2 separate regions of the Gossypium arboreum genome follow, and region 1 is linked to region 2. The links are chromatin contacts, called in public Hi-C maps. All regions are on one chromosome and are shown on one strand. The core of a region is the stretch at or near the end of the contact, and the rest is flanking DNA. Distances in the headings are between cores, read along the strand shown. Region 1 holds the start of LOC108479764 (golgin candidate 4-like). Region 2 holds the start of LOC108463555 (hevamine-A-like).

Region 1 (6,153 bases), core at 732-3,231, 320 kb before region 2:
ACAGCAGACTCAGTAGTAGCACATTATGTTTGCTTTATTACATGGAACTACATATGCCTTCGGAATTGCAGAACCTAATGCATTAATTCCAGGATTTCTCAATAAACAAACCTCAGACAACTCTAACTGAGAGTAGCAACTACCTTGGGTGCATTAATTCCATTACTAGATACTTTGGAACTTTCGCTTCTAGCTGCACTCAGAGCTGCATTTGTCGCATTCAAATTTTGTTTCAATGAGCCATTCTCTTGGTTCAGCCTCGAAATTTGCTCCTGGAAATGGAATGCAAGGAAAATAGAGAGAAAGAAGCCATTTGAAAATGTTTAAAAACTAGAAGAAAGCTGTAAATTATTTGCACTATTATCATTTGTAAGAACTGAATTTTAGACCAACCCTGGAAATAAACTAGAACAACCACAGCATGCCCTTATTGCCATATAATATATCACAGGTCATAATTGTAAACTACCAAGTTGGCACAAGATATTTTTAAATCAAACAATACGAAAATTATCAGATACCTCTTTTTCTTTTAATAAAGCAGCATAATTGAATGATAAAGCCTTAATTTCTGCCTCGGATTCCTGAAGCTTCTTAATTTCTGCTCTGTATCTTTCAATCTACAAAAATAATCATAACACAGTTTATTTATCATGCATGAAAAGTAAAATACCACAAATTCCCTAGAAATGCCAAGCCCACTAGTAAAGTAACTTCCATGAGATTAAAGAATAAAAAGTCATGTCAACAATTGACTCAATCAAAAAGCAAACAGTCATCTGTGACACCAAAAGAGGAGCTTAGGAGGCTCTGAAAGAGGTTACATTCAACCCTAAGCCAAATGCTCTTCAAATATTATGGCAGAGACCATATTATGAACCTGAATAAGTTTTTCTAACTAGTCCTCGCAATGAAAATCTTAATACTAGAAAAGATTACACTCAGCTACTTGGGTTCTAGGAGGCTCTCTATCAACACCAAGATGACAAGAACAAATCCGATATAAATGTTACTAGTATAGCTTGTTAGACTTGCAATCATCAAATAAAAGTTCTATGCGTCCATGTAAAGATCCTTGAACTATCTCAGCACTATTTCATGTTATCAACAACTTCAAACCTCACCAAGATATATATATAAGTTTAAGCAATAAATCTTTGGAAATTGAATTCATCAAGTCAAAGTTTTGGATCTACCACTAGGTATTTACAGAGTACTTTCAGGCTTAAGCTATCACTTCACAAAGCTTGATTCCAGATTGCCAAAGAACAAAATATTACCAACTCCAACTATCAAATGTGATATATATATCCCTAATAAAAGATCGACACTAATATCCTCAATTAATAGAGACTGTTCACTCATTCGCGAACTCAAACTGTAGTGTGAACTAATATCATTCCATAATTCTACAAATTCATCAAAAAAACAAGCTGAATCTATTCCAAACTAAGAGGCGCCAAACATTAATTTAAACAAAATCAAGCGCGAAACTAAATGCAATAATACCTCAGAATTAATCGGCGAATCGGTTCCATTAGCGATCGGAGAGACTGAAACGGGCTTTGAATGGGCAAACCTATGAGAGTTCCTTCTATCGAAGAATGGCGAATGATCTCCATTCCCTGAACCGTAGATCTCGCGTTCTTCGTCCTCATCGTCGTATACATCAAGCGCGATCTTATGCAAATTCTCTTTCAAATCCGCAATCGAACTCCACATCTTCCAAAGCTCCCACAAATCAAATTCGTGGAAAATAAAAATAAAAAACGTAGATGGATTTCAAAAATACCTGAGATTTTCTTCGATGAAATTAGGGCAAAAAAGAACCGATACGTTTGAACAACGGTTTTGAGGATTTAGAATGTTTTTTATTTATTTTTGCAGATATAAAAACAAGAAATAAAAGGGTTAATTAACGTATGCTTAAACAGTACTGGTTAAGATCCATTGGGCGGATCCTGAAACGGGTCCGTTCGGGTTGGCCCGTTTATACCCGATTATTTTTATTTTATTTTTATTTTTTGATAATATCCTATTTAATTTTTATTGTTCGTTATAATGGTCGGTAAAGGCGGTTGAAATTTTACGCCAAAAAGAAAAAATCGTAACGGCTTTCCTCTCCTCTCTTTGAAAACAATAAAAGAGTAAATTGCATCTAAAGTTATTAAATTATTATTAAGTTTACATCTTAGCTATTTAATTATAAAAATTTATAAAATAATCACTTAATTATTCGAAAGTTTTAATTTAAGCTATTAAATTATTTGAATGTTTTTATTTAAGTTACTAGGTTGTTAAGATTTTTTAAAGTTTGACTAACAAGCTCAAGGAGGAAGACAAAAGTTTATCTTTGAAAGGCCGAAATTGAATTATAAAATTTTAAAGAAATCGAAGTATAATTTTATCTTTGTATATGCTTGTTACTTTAGAACTTTAATGGGATTAAGTTAAATTTTTTTCAACTTGGAGGCAAAGTGTATTTTTACTATTAAACTATTTTATAATTTTAAAAGCTTAAAAGAGATTGAAATGAGAATTTGTCCTTGAGAGAGCTCTAAGCGATGATTTGACGATCAATGCGGTGGATTAGTACCCATCGAGGAGTAGAAGAACATACCTCCGATCCAAGTTGATTTGGCAATCGTTATAGGAGATCAGAGAAGAAAGCTATTTGAGTTTTGGTTCGCAGATTCATAACGTTTAAAATTGTTTTATGAAAAAAAACCTTAATTGTAGAAAAAAAAAAGAGAATAAGAGTTTTCGATTAATGCAGACAATTTGAATAAAGAAAGTCATATAATAGTGATTTTAACCACATAGTGACTTAATAAAAACTTTTGAAAAGTTCAGTTATCATTTTATAATTCTTTAAAGTTAAGTATTTAAAACATAAACTTATTAATAGTTTAGTAACTTTCGACATAATTTATCCAAAATAAAAATAAAAAGTGGTAATTTACCGATAAGATTTTGGTCTTAAAAACGGTCCGACCGACATGATTTTCTTATTACATTTGTTGAGATTCGTTTTCGTTGAACATGCCACGATGATTAAGAATATGAATTTACACATTAGTATCGACAAAGTCAAAGGCCCAATTTCCATATTTATTGGTAAATTCCACAAGGTTTCCTTGAAATATGATCTAAATTTTAAATCAGTTCACAAACTTCAATATATTTTAATTAGATTCTTAAACAATCAAATATCCTATCAATCAATTCCTTTCATTAACCAAGTCATTAGCTCGGGCATTAAGCATGGACTCAAATATGACATAAAAAATATTTAAAGCACATGGATCAAATTGTAAACACATACATTATAAATACATACATATTTATTGATTAGCCAACTTAGAATTAAAATGTTAAAAAAAAGTCAAATTTTGCTATTAATCCTTGTATTATGCATAAAGTATAGATTTAGTCTATATATTCTAATTTGGTTGTTTTTAATCTTTGTATTTTTTCAAATTTGAAAGTTCTAATCATAACCCAAAAGGTAGTTATTAAATCTAATAGGTTGAAGTTTTTATATTAGTCTCAGATTATGCATAAATTGTGAATATAGTCATTTTAGTCTTACTTTTGGAATTGTGAATTGTCAATCATGACTCAAAATAGTAACCATTAAATATATTAATTAACATAACGTGGCTTTTTTTGTGTGAGTATTACGTGAAAATGACAATTTGACATGACATTACCTATATGATAATATATTTACCGCAAAATATTTTGAAAATAGTAAAATTTAACAGCTAATGTTTTGGATTAGGACTAGAATTTCAAAACTCAAAAGTACAATGATAAAAATGATCAAATTAAAGTAAATGGACTAAATTTGTAACTTACAAATAGCACATGGACTAGTAATTAAATTTAACCTAAAATTAGTCCTAAATTTTATTAACATTATTTGTTTTTTAGGACATCAAATCCAATATGTCCACACGATAAGTATACATATTTTCGCAATTTGAATCACATGTTAGATTCAAACTTCATTCAACATCTAAAAATTATCGCTATACTGATGAAAAGATCAATTTAAATCTTTGCAATGAGTAAGAGATTCATGCTTTAGGTATGTAAAAGCTAGTATTTTTTTGGAACTAGATTTGTGCTTGAATTGATTAGACCATTAATTATTAGTTTGATCCGTTCGTCTAGTTCAATCAAATAAATTATTTAAATTTTTTAAAAAAATTAAAAAAATATTAATTCTAGTTCAACCATCGGTTCAATCGATCCATATAAGTTTACAGGCCAATCGATTTTTTACCTCTCTCTAAACCAATATCCTCGTCGAATGGATCTAGTTCAAACAACTTTGGTAAAATCCAAACTATCATTGCAAATGCAAGAGGTAAACACATATTCGATTAATGTGTTTCAAACATTATTTGAGTTAGAATTGAGCTGACATTTAACTCTTAAGGTTCTTTTTTTTTATTATAAAAACACATAAGTTAATGGCTAGACTTGTTCATAGGCCAAGCTACTCACCCACACTTCAGGGTTCGTCCGTAATTTGGGAGAGTTTAAGAAAAAATATTAGGTAAAAAAAAGAGTTTTGGAAAAAAAAAACTAAACTTGTTTAAAAATGATTTTAGCTTGAGCATGAACAATCAACACCCTAGCCTAACTCATTTTTTAAGTTTATAATATTTTATATTATGTTAATTTTATATATTATGTAATTTATAACACATGAAAATTAAATCTTTAATGCAAACCTTAAAAAATGTTAAAATCACTATATATAACAATTTAGTAAATAAAAATATATAAATTTATTACATTAAATTAAAAATAATATAGAGATATATTTTTAAAAAGTAATACGGTTGACCCTAAAATAGGCTTGGCTTAGGTTTTTACAAATATTGGTGGGTTAATGCAAAATTCTAAGCATATATTTCGGGTTGAATCAGATTTGAGTGAGTATAAAGTGAGTTAATATCATATATATATATATATATATATAGGACCTGACTTGGTCCAAGAACACTTCCAATGATTAGTAATTATAACATTTTTGAAGTTTAAGGATCAATTTAGAATCCAGACCTTAATTTGAGGATGTCTAGTCGAATTAACCCTATTTCTTGAAAAACCCTAATTGGTCTATTGGGCTTGGACTGAATCTCTAGTTAGCGGTCTCCTCCATCGGCCCAATGAATATCCAGCTCGTTCTTTATAAAGAGCAACAATCCTCTCCGCCTCTGTCATTCACGTAATCTAGGGTTTTAGCATTCGAGTCCCCCTCATTGTGCGGCGTCGCATTCAGCTCCTCTGGTTCGCTTTCTCTCCCTTTCGCGTCTCTCAATGTATTTTTTTTTTTAAATTGAAGTTTAAAAAAGTCGTGATCTATGCGATGAAGATAATACCTGGAAAGGAAATTCGATTGCGCGAGTTTAACTAGTTCCGCAAGATGAATCCTTGATATTTCTGGTTCGTATTCACTGAGCATCATCGTCATCATCATCTTTTTTCTTTTTACTGGCTTTGGATCTGTAGTTTTTTATTGCGAAATGTGTTTTTTTGCTGGTGATGGAGAAACGAAGGGCCTATGGATGGAGTGCGAAAATCGATGCACTTTAATCCAAGTTTGCCTTCGGAAAACAATGTTGAGATTGGACGATCCGGATCGACGTCCATTTTCGATTCGGTGTGTTATTCAGTTCTTATTTTCGAACATTTTTCTTAATTTCTTGAAATTAAATTGGAATTTTTTAAAAAATGCGAAGGTCCCAGCAGATAGGTGAGAACTCTATGAATTGAGACCTTTCTAACAAGTAAGCATAAAAATGCCTTCGCAAATTAAATTTTGCCGAATCGTAGGATGCCCAATTAATCCATTTTTGGAGCGTCTGGAACCCTCGGCTACATTCACTATCCAATTATTTTTTAAAGAAAACCCTAAAATCAAATAGTTTTCAATAGATCCTAATAAGTTGACAGTGATTTAGGAAATAAATCTTAATAAGCAGAAGCTATAACTGTATTGTAATTTGTAAAGCAGTATTAAATAGCTTTAATGATACGCGTTTGCACAATTAAAAATTTCAATCCAAAAATTTTAAAAATAAACAAAAAAATCGAATCAATGGTTTCAAACAGGATTAACTAGAATTAATAATC
Region 2 (6,107 bases), core at 2,501-5,000:
TCTACCCTATCACCATCAGACTCAAAAGAATCAGAATAGGAAGTACCTGACTCATAATCTTTATATGAACTATCATCTGAGTCAGACGCTTCTCCTCAAAAATCTCCACCTAAAGTATTTTGTTCAACTTCAAACCCTAAGCCAAAAAAGGAAAATAAAACATTATATTAGTATAAACAAATTGCACAACAATTCAAACCTGAAAAAACATTATATCAACTTCAGTTCAATTTCAAACAACATTACTAATGAATTTATGAACATTTTAGGACATTCGTACAACAGTCGATATTTGCATTTGGACAGCATTAAAATACATAATCTAGAACATGAAAACAATAATCATTATTCACATTTTGACACCTGAGTTAAAATGAAAAGCTGAACATATACATTTGCATCAAACTACACCTGAGTTAAAATTAAAGTCCATGTTTTGGGAGACAGCAACATAATTACTTTCTGTCTCTTCAAGAAAGTTAAACATAACACATTTAAAAGAAAAATGAAAACACCATATTCAGATATAAAAAAAAGTACTAAACTATTTTTGAATAACTACATTATAAAATTTTTTAACCTTTCTCCTTTTTTTGAGAGAGAAATTTAAACCTTAATTTACTTGTATTGAAAATAATATAAAGTTGAATGGAACATGCTAAACACAGAGACATGGAAATAATGACATTAGGTATAATATAAATGATACAAACTTCAACAGTAAAGATTTTAGGTTAAACTTAGGAGCAAATTCATCCCTCTGTTATAAAAGCGAGCAATTTAGTCTTACATTTAATTTCAAAGCAAATAGGTAAAACTGTAAATGATAGTAAGATTGAAGTCCTTATCATGTTTTAAGTCAAATTTTTAGACATTCAACATTACAACATTTAAAATTTTACCTCTTTGCTTCAAAATTAAAAATTAAACGTAGAGAGGCTACACTATTCCTTTTTTTTTTTTTTTTGCAAAATCAGTGAAATACAAAAAGGATTGTTGCGAACAATTCAAACAAGTTCAAACACAGTTTTTTAAAAAACAAATAAAACAAAACAACCTAGCCAATACTACAAAGTAGCAAGAGCCATTGCAGCCCTCATTGCTTCAATCGATTTAGTGACTGTATCAGATTGAAATCCCAGGAGAAAAAATCAGTTCAAAATAATCTAATACTCATCTCTCCAAAATGATTAACACAAAGCAAAATCGATCCTTAACCCTATACTTGAAGAATTTATCCAAAAACTACAATTCTTTTCTTTCCACTGAAGCTATACTCGAAACCATTTTATCAGGGAATTTCATAATTCAAACCACGCCAATTTCCAATAACTCAAAGATACTAATTTGCTCATCAAAAATTCTAATGACTTTGCTTGAAGACTGAAAAATGAAAAGATACAGGACATAAATCAGATGTAACAGCAGATGTAACAACAGATAGTATAATGGGGCCTTGCAAATCAGATCATGCTGAGATGTTTAGCTTGAACGATAGGATCCATGGCCAGCCTTGAGTTTTGCGTGAGTATAATTTTTGAATTTTATTAAGGATATGGATATTCATTTACAGGATTAACTGTATGATTACTCGGAAAAATATGAGTTCCCACAAAATTTCAACTTAAAATAATCAATATTAACAACTAAAAGAAGCGTATTAAGTAGTAGAAAAGGGATACCCATAAAGAGATTATGACCAAACAAGGTGATTTAGATCAGAAAAAAATCAGATTGAGAAACCAATTATTCAAGAACGTGAAGAATTGGAAAATACAATGATTAGGAACAAAAACAATTACCATCTTCTTATATGTCGACAACCATTTGATTTTAAGTCTTAGAACATAAATTTGTCGGTGAAGAAGACATACTTGGACCCTCCATTGAATCCTCTTTTTTTTTTTTGTATGTGAATTAAAAAATTCTGACAATAATAACTTTCTTAGTCATCTGGAAAAGAAAACTAAACAAAAGGGGGAGATGAATGGTTTTTTAATTAAGATTTAGGGTTTAAATTTTTTAATTAATTAAATTTATTTAATTAAAAATCTATTCTCATCATCCAAGTTGGCACTTAAAATCTAGTTGGACTGCCACGTAAGATTACCATTAGGGAGATAACGGAACTTAACGGAAAGGTGATCACTTCGTAACAAAATAATAACATAAGTGACTAAAACGTAACATTTCAAACATACGTGACTAAAATGTAACCTGAGGCAAACAAAAGTGACTATTTTTGTAATTTACCCTAAAATTTAATATGTTGTTCATCCATTAATAAAGAAGCAACAGTAAGAAAAAAAGGAATAACCCCACTTTCAAACGCTTCTATCTATTATCACTTTTTTTTTTGGTTTGTTGTTAAAATAAATTATATACCTTGATCTTCAACACATTTATTTATCATTATTCTTTTTACTTTGATCTTCAAAAGAACTTGAAACATGAGAAGACTGAAGACAAGAGAAGCAGGTCATTCCAGAACTTGGGTTATGAACTCTCAACCAAGAACACTGAGACAAGCTGTAAGCCTATTGTTTTTTTTTTTTCTGTATTTTTGTGTCGATTGGGTCATTTTTCCAATTTGATCCAACCCCAAGGAGCCCAATCTTCCAAAAACCTGTCCAATTTGCAGTTACCGGTCCAATCCAACTTTCCACGGTTCAAATGATTTTTTTATATTGTTTGGACCGGTTTGTGATTTGACTAGCTGGTCCAATCCAATTTTCAAAACATTGCTAATATGTGTGGGAAACAAAATAACAAATCCCCCTCCTGAGAGGTAGATCATTAAATGTTTTTTTAAGTGTTTCTTAAAACTAAATTAATAATAATTTCAAGTCAAGTTTCATATCCCAATAGAACATTCAAAATTGATATTACTAAGGCTTATGAAATCGACTCTAGTGTCATTCTTTTAGTCTAAAAAAATACAAAACATACCACACTTTTTTTCAAACTCAATTCAAAATTTTAATTCATTTAAATTATTTCCAAAACCCAAATTATAAATTCAAATTATATTATGATTTTTTTATTTTCTTAAAACAAAAATTATATCAAGAAACATAAGAGGTAAAAAAGAGAACCAACAATTTTTCTTAATATTTTTATTTTTCTATGTTTATTTCAAGAATGGGTAATTGATATTTATGTGTAGACAATACAGAAAGAAAATTTGGAGGGCTAAAACAATTTTCCTCATTTTATCTTACTTTATCTATTTTTAAAACTTTTATCTATTTTAATTTTAATTTTAATTTTAGAATTTTCTAAACTTTTAAAATAATTTTTATTTTTATTATTATTTTATATATAATTAAAGTCAAATCGAAAGAAAGTATAAAATTATTATTATACTAATTAAAAGGTTTTAAAATATCCGGTGATAAAAAAATTAATTTTAAAAATTTAATGATCAAATTATAACTTCTTTTAATTAAGTGATAAATCTAGTTTACAAATATAAATGAAACCTAAATGATAAATGGCACATGAATTAGTGTTCAACAAAAAGTCTTAGGCATTGCCATTTAAATTGGCTTATATTGCTTGCCTCAAATCAACTGTAGTCATTAAAATATTGACACTGTATAGCATACCGTGACGCTACGTTCTCACCCGCAAAATTTCAAATATTTGTCAAACGACAATCTCCCAGTTATGTGCTATAAAATGTTGGACCTTCACCACCATTGTTTCAACACAAACAACTCCATCCTGTAATAAACTAGTCTGACAACATGGCATTCAAGCTTAAAATATCAGTTCCATTCATCTACTTGATTGTTTTGGTGCTAGCAACTGGTTCCAATGGTGGTGGGATTTCCATCTATTGGGGCCAAAATGGCAACGAAGGCACCCTAGCAGACACTTGCGCTACGGGGAATTATGAATACGTGAATATAGCCTTCTTGGCAACATTTGGAAATGGCCAAACTCCAATGATAAACCTCGCCGGTCATTGCGATCCTTATAGCAACGGTTGTACTGGGTTAAGTTCCGATATTAAATCGTGTCAAGCCAAAGGTGTTAAAGTGATTCTTTCTATAGGTGGAGGCGCCGGTAGTTACTCCCTCGCTTCGTCAGATGACGCTAGGCAAGTCGCAACGTATCTTTGGAACAATTTCTTAGGGGGAACATCGTCGTCTCGACCGCTTGGACCGGCTATCCTTGATGGAATTGACTTTGACATCGAGGGAGGTACTGGTGAATACTGGGACGATCTCGCAAAGTACCTTTCTGGATATAGTAAGAAAGGCAAGAAAGTGTACTTAACGGCGGCTCCTCAATGCCCGTTCCCTGATGCATGGATCGGAAATGCATTGAAAACAGGTCTATTTGATTACGTTTGGGTCCAATTCTATAACAACCCTCCTTGTCAATACTCATCGGCCGATATTGCCAACCTTGAAGATGCATGGAAACAATGGACATCGGATATTCCGGCGACGAATATTTTTCTTGGACTACCGGCAGCTCCGGATGCAGCGGGTAGCGGTTTCATCCCTGTAAATGATCTAACGTCGAAGGTTCTCCCTGCCATAAAGAATTCCTCCAAGTATGGTGGTGTTATGCTTTGGTCCAAGTATTATGATGATCAAAGTGGATATAGCTCTCCCATCAAGAGCCATGTTTAAGAATTAATATATTCAATATCTGACTGTTATAAGTATATGCTCTTCTTTATGAATGTATTTTCAATTGCTTCTCTTAAATATGGTTTTGTTCTCTAAATTTGCATTTTAAGCTTATACTTTAATTGCAACAATTTGATTTTTTTTTTAATTTTTGGTCAAAATGTTAGTGTGAATGGAAAATTTTATGTTTTGCTGGACAATGAAAAATATTAATGTTAATGCAAATGGAAAAACTAACATTTTTTAACTTTGTTGATATTTTATACATATGAATGATAGGTCAACATTTAATTAGTTTTTAAAATTTAAAAATTAAATTAATGTTGATATGTCATCTATATATATGTCACATTAATAAAAATTAATTTTTCATTCATTTTGAGATGATTTAATAAAAAATAAATTGAAGGAAAAAGTTAAAATAATTTTTTTAATAAATTTGAATGACTAAATAAATTATTATATCTTAATACTAAACATAAATAATTAAAAGTCGGAATAATCTGGATTAAAATAATATTAACAGACTAAAATCCACCCATTGCAATATATTGATAGTCGTCCAAAATTTTCTTTTATGAAACATGGGATAATTCGAAAAATAAAGAATTAATTAAAAAAAAAAAAAAAAACTCCTGCTTATTGATCTGCCTTTCTTATCCTCCTGCAAAATTTGCAGTGCCTTAGTCGGTGCTTCTGAAAGGGCTTTGGATTCCCAGCCCATGATCAGCTGCTAACTTCGCCAGTAGGTCTGCCACCATGTTGGCTTCCGGGTAGACATGTGCTGCTTCCACTTTCCATGCACGGCTGAGTGCGTTAAGAATAGCTCTCTCAAGGCTTCCGGGTAGATATGTGCTTCAGAAAGGGCCTTGTTATAGTCCTGAACCATGCTGAACTTAACAATAAAGAAGTCGTTCTCCAAATCCACAACGTGAAACTCTCCCACCAGTTCCCAAAGCAACATCAATCTGTTCACCAATGCTCTATAACCGATAGCCCTACCCATCAACCAGACTATGACAGAGTTAGCCATGCTCTTACCGATAAGAGAAAGCAATCTCAGGGGACCTTCCGTCGACACCGTCACATCATCATCTTTCAGAATCAATTCACCCTTCACACTAAACTAATGGTATTTGTATGAATGAAATTATTGAATGAAATTAGCATAATTGACCTACTTGGTTAATGTTAGAAATTAAATAATTGTGATTTACATGAAATTTAATGTTAAGTTCAGTGACTTAGAACGTAAATTGTCTGTATTTGAACTTTGCTGGTGAAATGAAGCTCTTCTCCGTAACTCAGATGGAGCAGTAAAAGCAGGAACTGGTATTGCATCTGCAGGTGGTTTAATACGGAATGATAAGGGTGATTGAGTGGTCGAATTCTTGCGAAAGATTGGAAGGGCGGATGTGTTAGAATTGTAAAATAAATTTAAAATAAAATTAAATAAAACAG

Evidence for each region. A called contact is a pair of places that touch in the nucleus more often than the background predicts.
Region 1: a contact with region 2 is called in a Hi-C map of leaf, with 3 times the contacts expected there. The contact joins the promoter of LOC108479764 here to the promoter of LOC108463555 in region 2. A contact is called at or near these places in 2 of 5 Hi-C or Micro-C datasets (both in leaf).

The regions. Positions count from the first base shown.
Region 1 is chr12:89,773,271-89,779,423 of ASM2569848v2, reverse strand. LOC108479764 (golgin candidate 4-like) reads right to left here and starts at 1,981. Exons shown (of 15, transcript XM_017782540.2): 1 at 1,510-1,981; 2 at 522-620; 3 at 144-272. The coding sequence starts at 1,722. It overlaps LOC128285676 (a long non-coding RNA gene), which reads left to right and starts at 5,241. Exons shown (of 2, transcript XR_008276204.1): 1 at 5,241-5,463. It overlaps LOC128285895 (small nucleolar RNA snoR145), which reads left to right and starts at 5,752; the gene lies at 5,752-5,905.
Region 2 is chr12:89,455,348-89,461,454 of ASM2569848v2, reverse strand. LOC108463555 (hevamine-A-like) reads left to right here and starts at 3,750. Exons shown (of 1, transcript XM_017763480.1): 1 at 3,750-4,646. The coding sequence starts at 3,750. The coding sequence ends at 4,646.